Linked DNA regions of Mus musculus: region 2 is linked to region 1. The links are chromatin contacts, called in public promoter capture Hi-C maps. All regions are on one chromosome and are shown on one strand. The core of a region is the stretch at or near the end of the contact, and the rest is flanking DNA. Distances in the headings are between cores, read along the strand shown.

What was found. Promoter capture Hi-C pulls out the DNA fragments that hold promoters and counts their contacts.
Region 2: a promoter capture Hi-C map of liver shows a contact between it and region 1, with 2.0 times the contacts expected there. The contact joins the promoter of Zfp281 here to the enhancer-like site in region 1. A contact is called at or near these places in 4 of 39 promoter capture datasets (cranial neural crest, liver and macrophages), 9 of 484 Hi-C or Micro-C datasets (the HPC-5 cell line, astrocytes, embryonic stem cells and 2 more), 5 of 115 datasets of contacts at active chromatin or transcription factors (craniofacial prominence, embryonic stem cells and pancreatic cancer cells) and 3 of 9 other capture datasets (adipose tissue, embryonic stem cells and pancreatic islet).

The regions. Positions count from the first base shown.
Region 1 is chr1:136,536,491-136,540,332 of GRCm38.p6, reverse strand. It overlaps a transcript of Kif14 not described here. Among named protein-coding and RNA genes, the nearest start is that of Kif14, 71 kb to the right of the region's middle. Within about 2 kb of position 1,757, at least 19 of the 459 cell types and tissues checked have an H3K27ac peak or open chromatin away from gene starts, as enhancers often do. A contact at or near this core is called in adipose tissue and liver, where this site is marked.
Region 2 is chr1:136,623,025-136,626,866 of GRCm38.p6, reverse strand. Zfp281 (zinc finger protein 281) reads right to left here and starts at 1,966. Exons shown (of 2, transcript NM_177643.4): 1 at 1,816-1,966; 2 at 1-1,595. The coding sequence starts at 1,581.

The DNA of each region.
Region 1 (3,842 bases), core at 508-3,007:
ACCTGCAGGATCCTAAGCATGTGCAACAGGCCATGAACCTTTGGGAAAGTTTACGGACTAATGCCTTGTTCCCTGCAGACAGATCATATGACCAGCAAGGGCTATCTATATCTACCTAGGAATTGCCAGAAACGTAGCAGCTTCACGTGCTACGGGTGCGTCTTAGAAACATCACCGTGAGCTTCAATTGAATGTAACACTTTGTATGAATTTTCCAAGAGTGTTTTCTGAGTCGTGCATGGGCCATGGGCATGAAGCCTTGGAAACCTCAATAACTTTTCAATGCCACAGCGGCAATGCAGTGTCAAAAGTCTTTCTAATCAAAGGGTGAGACTTGGATGGGTTTCCTTTTGTCAAAGGTCAAATCATCCTTATGATGACCTAAAGCAATAAGTGTGTGTGTGTGTGTGTGTGTATATGCCATTCCTCCTATTCCTCCTGTGAGTTAGTGGCAGGGTACCAACCCACTGGAGGGCAACAGGGAGGGTGTGGGGTATACTCACCTGCAGATGTAAAGGGAACAGTGGACAGGTGGTACACTTTTCTTTTTTTTTTCTTTTCTTTTCTTTTTTTTTTTTTTTTTTTTGGTTTTCCAAGACAGGGTTTCTCTGTGTAGCCCTGGCTGTCCTGGAACTCACTTTGTAGACCAGGCTGGCCTTGAACTCAGAAATCCGCCTGCCTCTGCCTCCCAAGTGCTGGGATTAAAGGTGTGCGCCACCACGCTACACTTTTCAATGAACAGGACAATGGAAACATTTCTCTTTTCTATCCAAAAGCTGGGCAAGGCAGGCTACACTTGTACTATCAGATAGCCATCTACTGAAGACTGGTGGGAATGCATGTGTGAATTGGCCTGCTGGTCTACCTGGGCCTTAGTTTCCCATACCAACCTATACTATGACTCTATCTGGAAGTCTGGAAGCAAAGCTAGAGAAATGGAGGCTACACACTTTCCTGCACACCCTAAAAACTTCAGGAGCCTGTAGCGATAACAAGAAGCCCTTCTTAATTTCCCCACAGAGTACCCTACGTCCCACTCCTGTCCTTAGGCAAACTGCTAGCAGAATTTGACCCCTTCCTGCTTTCCCCATGTAATGGTTTGTATATGCTCAGCCCAGGAAGTGGCACAATTAGAGAGTGTAGCCCTGTTGGAGTAGGTGTGTCACTGTAGGCATGGGCTATAAGATCCTCATTCAAGCTGCCTGGAAGTCAGTCTTCTGCTAGCAGCCTTCAGATGAAGATGTAGAATTCTCAGCTCCTCCTGCTCCATGCCTGCCTGGATGCTTTCAAGCTCCTGCCTTGATGATAATGGACTGAACCTCTAAACCTGTAAGCCAGCCCCAATTAAATGTTGTCCTTTTTAAGAGTTGCCTTGGTCGGGGGCTGGAGAGATGGCTCAGTGGTTAAGAGCACTGACTGCTCTTCCAGAGTTCCTGAGTTCAATTTCCAGCAACCACATGGTGGCTCACAACCATCTGTAATGGGATCTGATGCCCTCTTCTGGTGTATCTGAAGACAGCAACAGAGTACTCACATTTATATAAAATAAATAAATTAAAAAAAAAAAAAGAGTTGCCTTGGTCATGGTGTCTGCTCACAGCAGTAAATCCCTAACCAAGATACCCTGCAACCTTGTCCTGTCTGGTTCCTTCTCCTTCCTTGGGTGTCTGGCTCAGGCAGTATGTGGGGAAGGTCAGACAACAGCTTCCCTACTTGCCAGGTACCTGCACTGGGGGGCCCCGGGCCACAGGATTGGGGTGAATGGACTCTGTTCTGTTTCATAACTGCTGATCTTTTGCCCAATCTGCTGATCACACACATCACTTAGGCAACTGCCTTTGGCAACCTACCCACCCCAGCCCAAATGCTTGGCAGTGATTTTAGTTATTAGTCAGAGAAGTTTAATTGCTTCATGAAACTGAAAAGGCTCAGATCAGCAAACCCTGACTGCAGACAGAGCTGGGCCCCTGGGGTTTCCCCCCACCCCTGCTCTTCTCTGTCACACGAGCATCTTGTAGTTAAGGATGTAGATCTGGAGTGGAGCACTAAAGCAGACTCACATAGAGAACGAGGAAGAAGATATCCGCCAAGAATACGAGAGATAGTGGACAGATCGATAACAGGGGGAGGGGCAGGAAGGAAGAGAGATTAACTCTAGGGGCTCGAGAGATGGCTCAGCGGTTAAGAGCACTGACTGTTCTTCCAGAGGTCCTGAGTTCAATTCCCAGCAACCACATGGTGGTTCACAACCATCTGTAATGGGATCTGATGCCCTCTTCTGGTGTGTCTGAAGACAGCTACAGTGCACTCATAGACATAAAATAAATTAATAAATGATATTAACTGTAGAAATTAACTATAGAAATTGAGCTTTAAAAGAAGAGTTAGAAAATGTTTGAGGTGGAGGATTCCCCTCTCTTAGCCACCCTGTGCACACACTCCTAATCTCAATAGAAGATATAATACTATGCAGAATTGGGCTCATTGGATAGATTCACCATTTACTTCCTCAGGACCCCAAAGACACTGGACGGCTGCTGGCCATCACTTATGAGCCCACCCTCCTCTGGATCGATTGTTTTGTATGATGTTTGTGTCTGCTGGTTTTGGGAGATACAGTGGTAGCGTGTCACACAAGAACTTCACTATGTTGGGGTAGATTGCCAAGGCAAATTAAAATAGAGATGTGATGTGCACGTCACTAGAGCCTTTACAGCTCTGTGGTCTGCTTAGCCAGTCATGCCTGGCACAACTGTCTTTACCACAGAACCAAGAAAGGTGATGTCACTGAACTGCACTGGCAAATGCACAATGGTTTACAGTGCTTCTGCAGCATGGGATCAGTTAACATACGTAGCCATAGGCTCTCCGTAGGGGCTGGGCTAAAAGATCCCTCTGAGAAAAGCCTGCCCTTAGCTGGGTCCACTCAGATGAAGAATACAGCCACTGGGCTGTGTAAAGGAACGAACCTCATGGCTCTATGAATGATTGACCTGGTCAGGCTCGTCCCTGCTGCATCCTTTGTCCATGACTGCTGAGAAGTGCCCGTCACAGTCAAGCCAAGAGGCAGCAAGAGGTGGCTCAGTGGTTAGGAGAACTGGCTGCTCTTGCTGAGGGCCTAGGATCAATTCCCAGCACCCACGTGGTGGCTCACAATTATCTGCAACTTCTGTCTTGGGCGGGGGTCCAATGCCCTCTTCTGGCCTCCATGGGTACTGCACACATGTTGTATATGGACATACGTGCAGGCAAAACAAAACGAAACAAAACTTTCTAATTTTTAACTCCCAAAGTGACTGTGCTGGATAGTTTTATGTCAACTTGACACAAGCTTGAGTTATCTGAAAAGAAGGAAGCTCAATTGAGTAAAGGCCTCCATAAGATCCAGCTGTAGGGTATTTTCTTAATTAGTGACTGATGAAAGAGGGCACAGGCCATGGTGGGTGGTGAACAGAAATATGGAATATTTCAAATAAGTTCTTTCCTCCCCAACTTGCTCTTTGGTTATGGTGTTTCATCCCAGCAATAGAAGCCCTACCTACGACAATGACGGATATCTTAATAATGCCCCTCATCTCTATCGTTGCTTTTGTTCAAGGATCCAGTCAAGGCTAACATGTTCCGCGGCCACATCATACCTCTTATTTTTACTCTCTGACATTCATTGTGCTTTGAATTGGCATATAATAATTGTATATAAAATAACACTTAAAAAGATAAGTAACACTTAATATTTAATGCAACTTCATCTAAAATGAGCAGAAGTTATTTTTAAGTTAAAAACAGGAACAAGGAATTGAGAATCCCCTGGGAGAAAGTGGTGCCAACCCAGCAGAGGGTCG
Region 2 (3,842 bases), core at 717-3,216, 86 kb before region 1:
ATTACTACTTATCGGGCCTTGCTTGCCACTTGTACTTTGGAGAAGACTAATGGTCTCCACACTATTATTCGATACGATGCCAAGTGAGCCACCTGGCTTACCAGACAAGGATTTCTGCCCAACTACGTCTGGTAACGGTGACACAAAATTAAGGTAGCTTTTATCTGCATTCTTTCTGCTTCCTTTCTTAAAGATCAATTTTGGCACCCTTTTCTGCAGTTCATCTATTCCAGTGCCAATTATGCTCCCACTGGTAGACACAGTAGGCATTTCTACTGAATAACTCTGCATGTTTATATTGTTTGACATTTGTGATTCATTTGTTTTGCCAGTCTTGTGTTCCTTATTTTCAATAGCTATGCTTTTCGACTTCGACTTTCTCCTTGAGGAACTTGTATTTCCCTGAGACAACACAGCCAGGTTACCCATACTGTTATGGTTTGATGACCCAGGTTCTGCACTAGCGGCTCCTTTTGCTATGGCTTCACCACACGTGCGCCTGTGCTTCAACAATCTGTCAGTCCTTGAAAAATACTGTTGGCAAGTGTCACACTTGTATGGCTTTTCTCCACTATGTGTCCTCTTGTGTCTCTCCATATGGTACTTCTGAATAAACTTCATGCTGCACTGATCGCACCCAAAGGGTTTCTCTCTGCTGTGAATTTTCTCGTGTCTCTGCAGTAGGTATTTCTGGATGAAACCCATACTACACTGGCTGCACTGGAAAGGCCTTTCGCCCGTGTGGATGAGGACATGTCTCCGCAGGTGGTAGGAGCTCCTGAAAGCAGCACTACAGTGATCACAGATATGAGGTTTCTGACTTGGGGACAGGACGGCACCTTCTCCCTCTCCAACCAAAGGTTTGGAAGATGCACTTGGCTTCCTCTTGGCTTTGATTCCCTGAGATTCTGGCTTTGGCCTCTTTGCCTTTTTGACGTTAGCGTCCTGCTTTGGCTCCTGGTTGCCGTGCTCATCAGTCCTGCTACCGCTGCTCAGTAATACATCGCGGTGGTGCTGGGCCGGTTGCTGCTGGGCATGCTGGTGCAGAAGACTGAGGTCTTGGATGACGCCGTGGCTCCCCCCTTCCCCTCCTCCTAGGCCTGGTGATCGCTCTTCAGCCCCAGCGAACAGCCCCCCATAGTGGTGGTGGTGATGGTGGTGGTGGGACGGCTGCTCCTCGGGATCCGCAGGTTTCTCCTGCTTGATGCTCACCAAGGACTGCAAGAATCCCCAGGAGGTCCTCTGCGAAGGGAAGGCCGCGGCTGACGCCGCCGGCTCCTTCTTGAAAGTCATGTCCGGGGCTGGCGGAGGGGGGGGCTCAGCGGCCGGGGCTGCGGAGGTAGAGGAGGATAACACGCACTGCGGGGGAGGGGCGGCCGTCCCCGCCGGCCGGGTGAAGCTGGTGACCGGGGGAAGCCGGTGGTTGAACATAACCATACTCTGGGGGAAGGTGGGCTCCATCTCTGCTCTCCTGCCGCCGCCGCTGCCGCCGCTGGCGCTGCCGGAGCTGCCGCCGGAGCCGCTACCACCGCTACTGCTGGGACCGCCGCCGCCGCTAAGGAACCCGCTGCCGATTTTCATACCCCGGAGGAGGCCTGGCTGCGGAGAGGAGGGAGAGGAGGGAAGAGGGGGAACGGCGGTAGGGCCGGGCCCCGGGCCGGGACCACCGCAGCGTTTGGGACCCGCCGCGCCGCCGCCCAGCCCGCACCGCGCCCGGCTCCCGTCCGCAGCCCCGCCGCCTCCGGCCCGGCGCGCTCGACCCCGCGGCCTTCTTGGCCGCTCCCGCGCCCGCCCCGGCCCGCCGGCCACACTTACGGGTTCCGCCGCCGCCGCAGCCGCCGTCGCCTCCAGTTAATAAAAATAACGCCGTCCTCTCCACAATGGAATTAAAAGCCTCCCCGCTTCTGCGCAGCCGCGGCGCGGTGTCTGCCGGGAAGTCCTCGACCGGACCAGAGGGGCGCTCGGCGAGCCCCGTGCGCCTGCGCCTCAGTTTCCGCCTGGCTAGCCTGTCAATCAAGCGGGCGGTTGGGCGGAGCTGCTGGGGGCTAGGTGGGAGGGGCGGGGACTTGGAGGCGGACAGCGGAGGGTCTTCCGCAGCGAGGGGACGTGATTGGTGGCCCTGCTGAGGGGCAGACAGTGGCTGAGGGTTTCTAGGGAGAAGGCGCTCCGGAGGTGGAGCCCAAGGGGCGGGAAGTCCGGGGACGCCAGGAGAGCGTGTTGCAGCGTGGCGTGGGAGCTGCAGAGGAAGGGGTTAGGGAAGGTGGAGACACTGAAAACTGAACATTGGCATTTGGTTCACTTTAGTGTTTGCAATCCAAGTATTGAATCAAAATCAAACAGAGAATAGGATTCCTTAAGGTACTTGTGATTCTGCCTGAAAGCTTTAAACTCGTAACGGTATTGATTACAGATAGCTTTTACTCCTTTTCAGAATGGAGACAGCAATAACGCTTGTCTTTGCCTTTATTGAAGGAGCCTTTGAGACTGCCATAGAGGAGGGACCGCTGCAGAAAATTGTCTCAGTGCCAGCCTACCTGAAGGCTACGCAAAGGGAAACCACGTGTAATCCCAGGTGCAGCTGTCCTGTAAAACACGCCCACACACACTTCATCATCAGATGGTATTTAAATGCCACGTACTTTCTCAGTTGTCTGAATTTGCTTATTACGTTGAATACTAACTAGCCTCAAATACTGGCCATCGTTCTTGTTTAAAATCTCTGTTAGGATACATACCCCACTCTCCCAACCCCTCCAGTATAGAATACCTAGAAACTTGAAAAGTTGTTCCTTATTCAGTTGGGGGAAATTAGATAAAATCTTGAAATTAAAAGTTCTATCGACAAAACCAAATAGATATTAATTTAGTGCCTAATAATGTATAAAAGGCATTCACAGCGAGCATGCAAAAATCTAAACCAGCAACTTTCCTAGGTGTATTTATACACCACAGACTTTTTAATAAAAAGACCTGGAGAACAGTTATTTACATAGTGTGTTTTCTTAAAGAAATCACACGTCCATATTCTCATAGTGTTTCTCGAGATGACTTCTTGTAATAACTTCCTTGAGAAATTTTGCAATTAAAGCCATAGCGGTGTATTGTTTACCAACACAGGCCTCTCTGAGCCTGCCCAGAAACCTTAAAACTGTATTTTATGAATAGTTTCATGAGGCATTGTATCTTCCTAGCCCCATGGAACTACAGTTAAATTATTTCCTGAAACTACCAGGTATAGCTAAGCGTTGAACACTGAAAATTCAAAAACTTCAGACAGTAATAAAATATTAGTCAGTGCCAGTGAGAAATGAGGCTGTCCCTGTACTCAGGGTGTCCATGTTTAATGGTAAAGCTGGGCTGCACATAAGCCAGCCCAAGCATGAAGGGCAGTGGGACACTCATATGAAAGCCAACTTTGTTCTACAGTTATCAAGATAAGAAACCTGTCATTTCTCTCATTCACGCTGTCAGCCTTGAGCTACTCCAAGCAGACTTACCTCTAGGTTGTATACCCCATATATCAGGAAGATGAAGAGACCCTGTAAAATAAAACGGAGGGGGAAAGCTGTTAGCGCTAATCATTCCGCCAGTGGAAATGCCCGAAATAAACTTTCCCGGGAACAGACAAAAGAAGACACACTTCATCAACGTCCATTTATTTTCCCGTTTTTCACCATTAGAAGTCGTACCTTGAGCATTTATATGATAACACACCAGCACATCACTTATACTGGTTGTGCTATTCAATTCTTTGGTGATAGAAAATAGAAATAGTATCCTAACTACATGGAATAATAATTAGGAGGTGGCTAGATGATGAAACACTTAATATTTCTAAACTC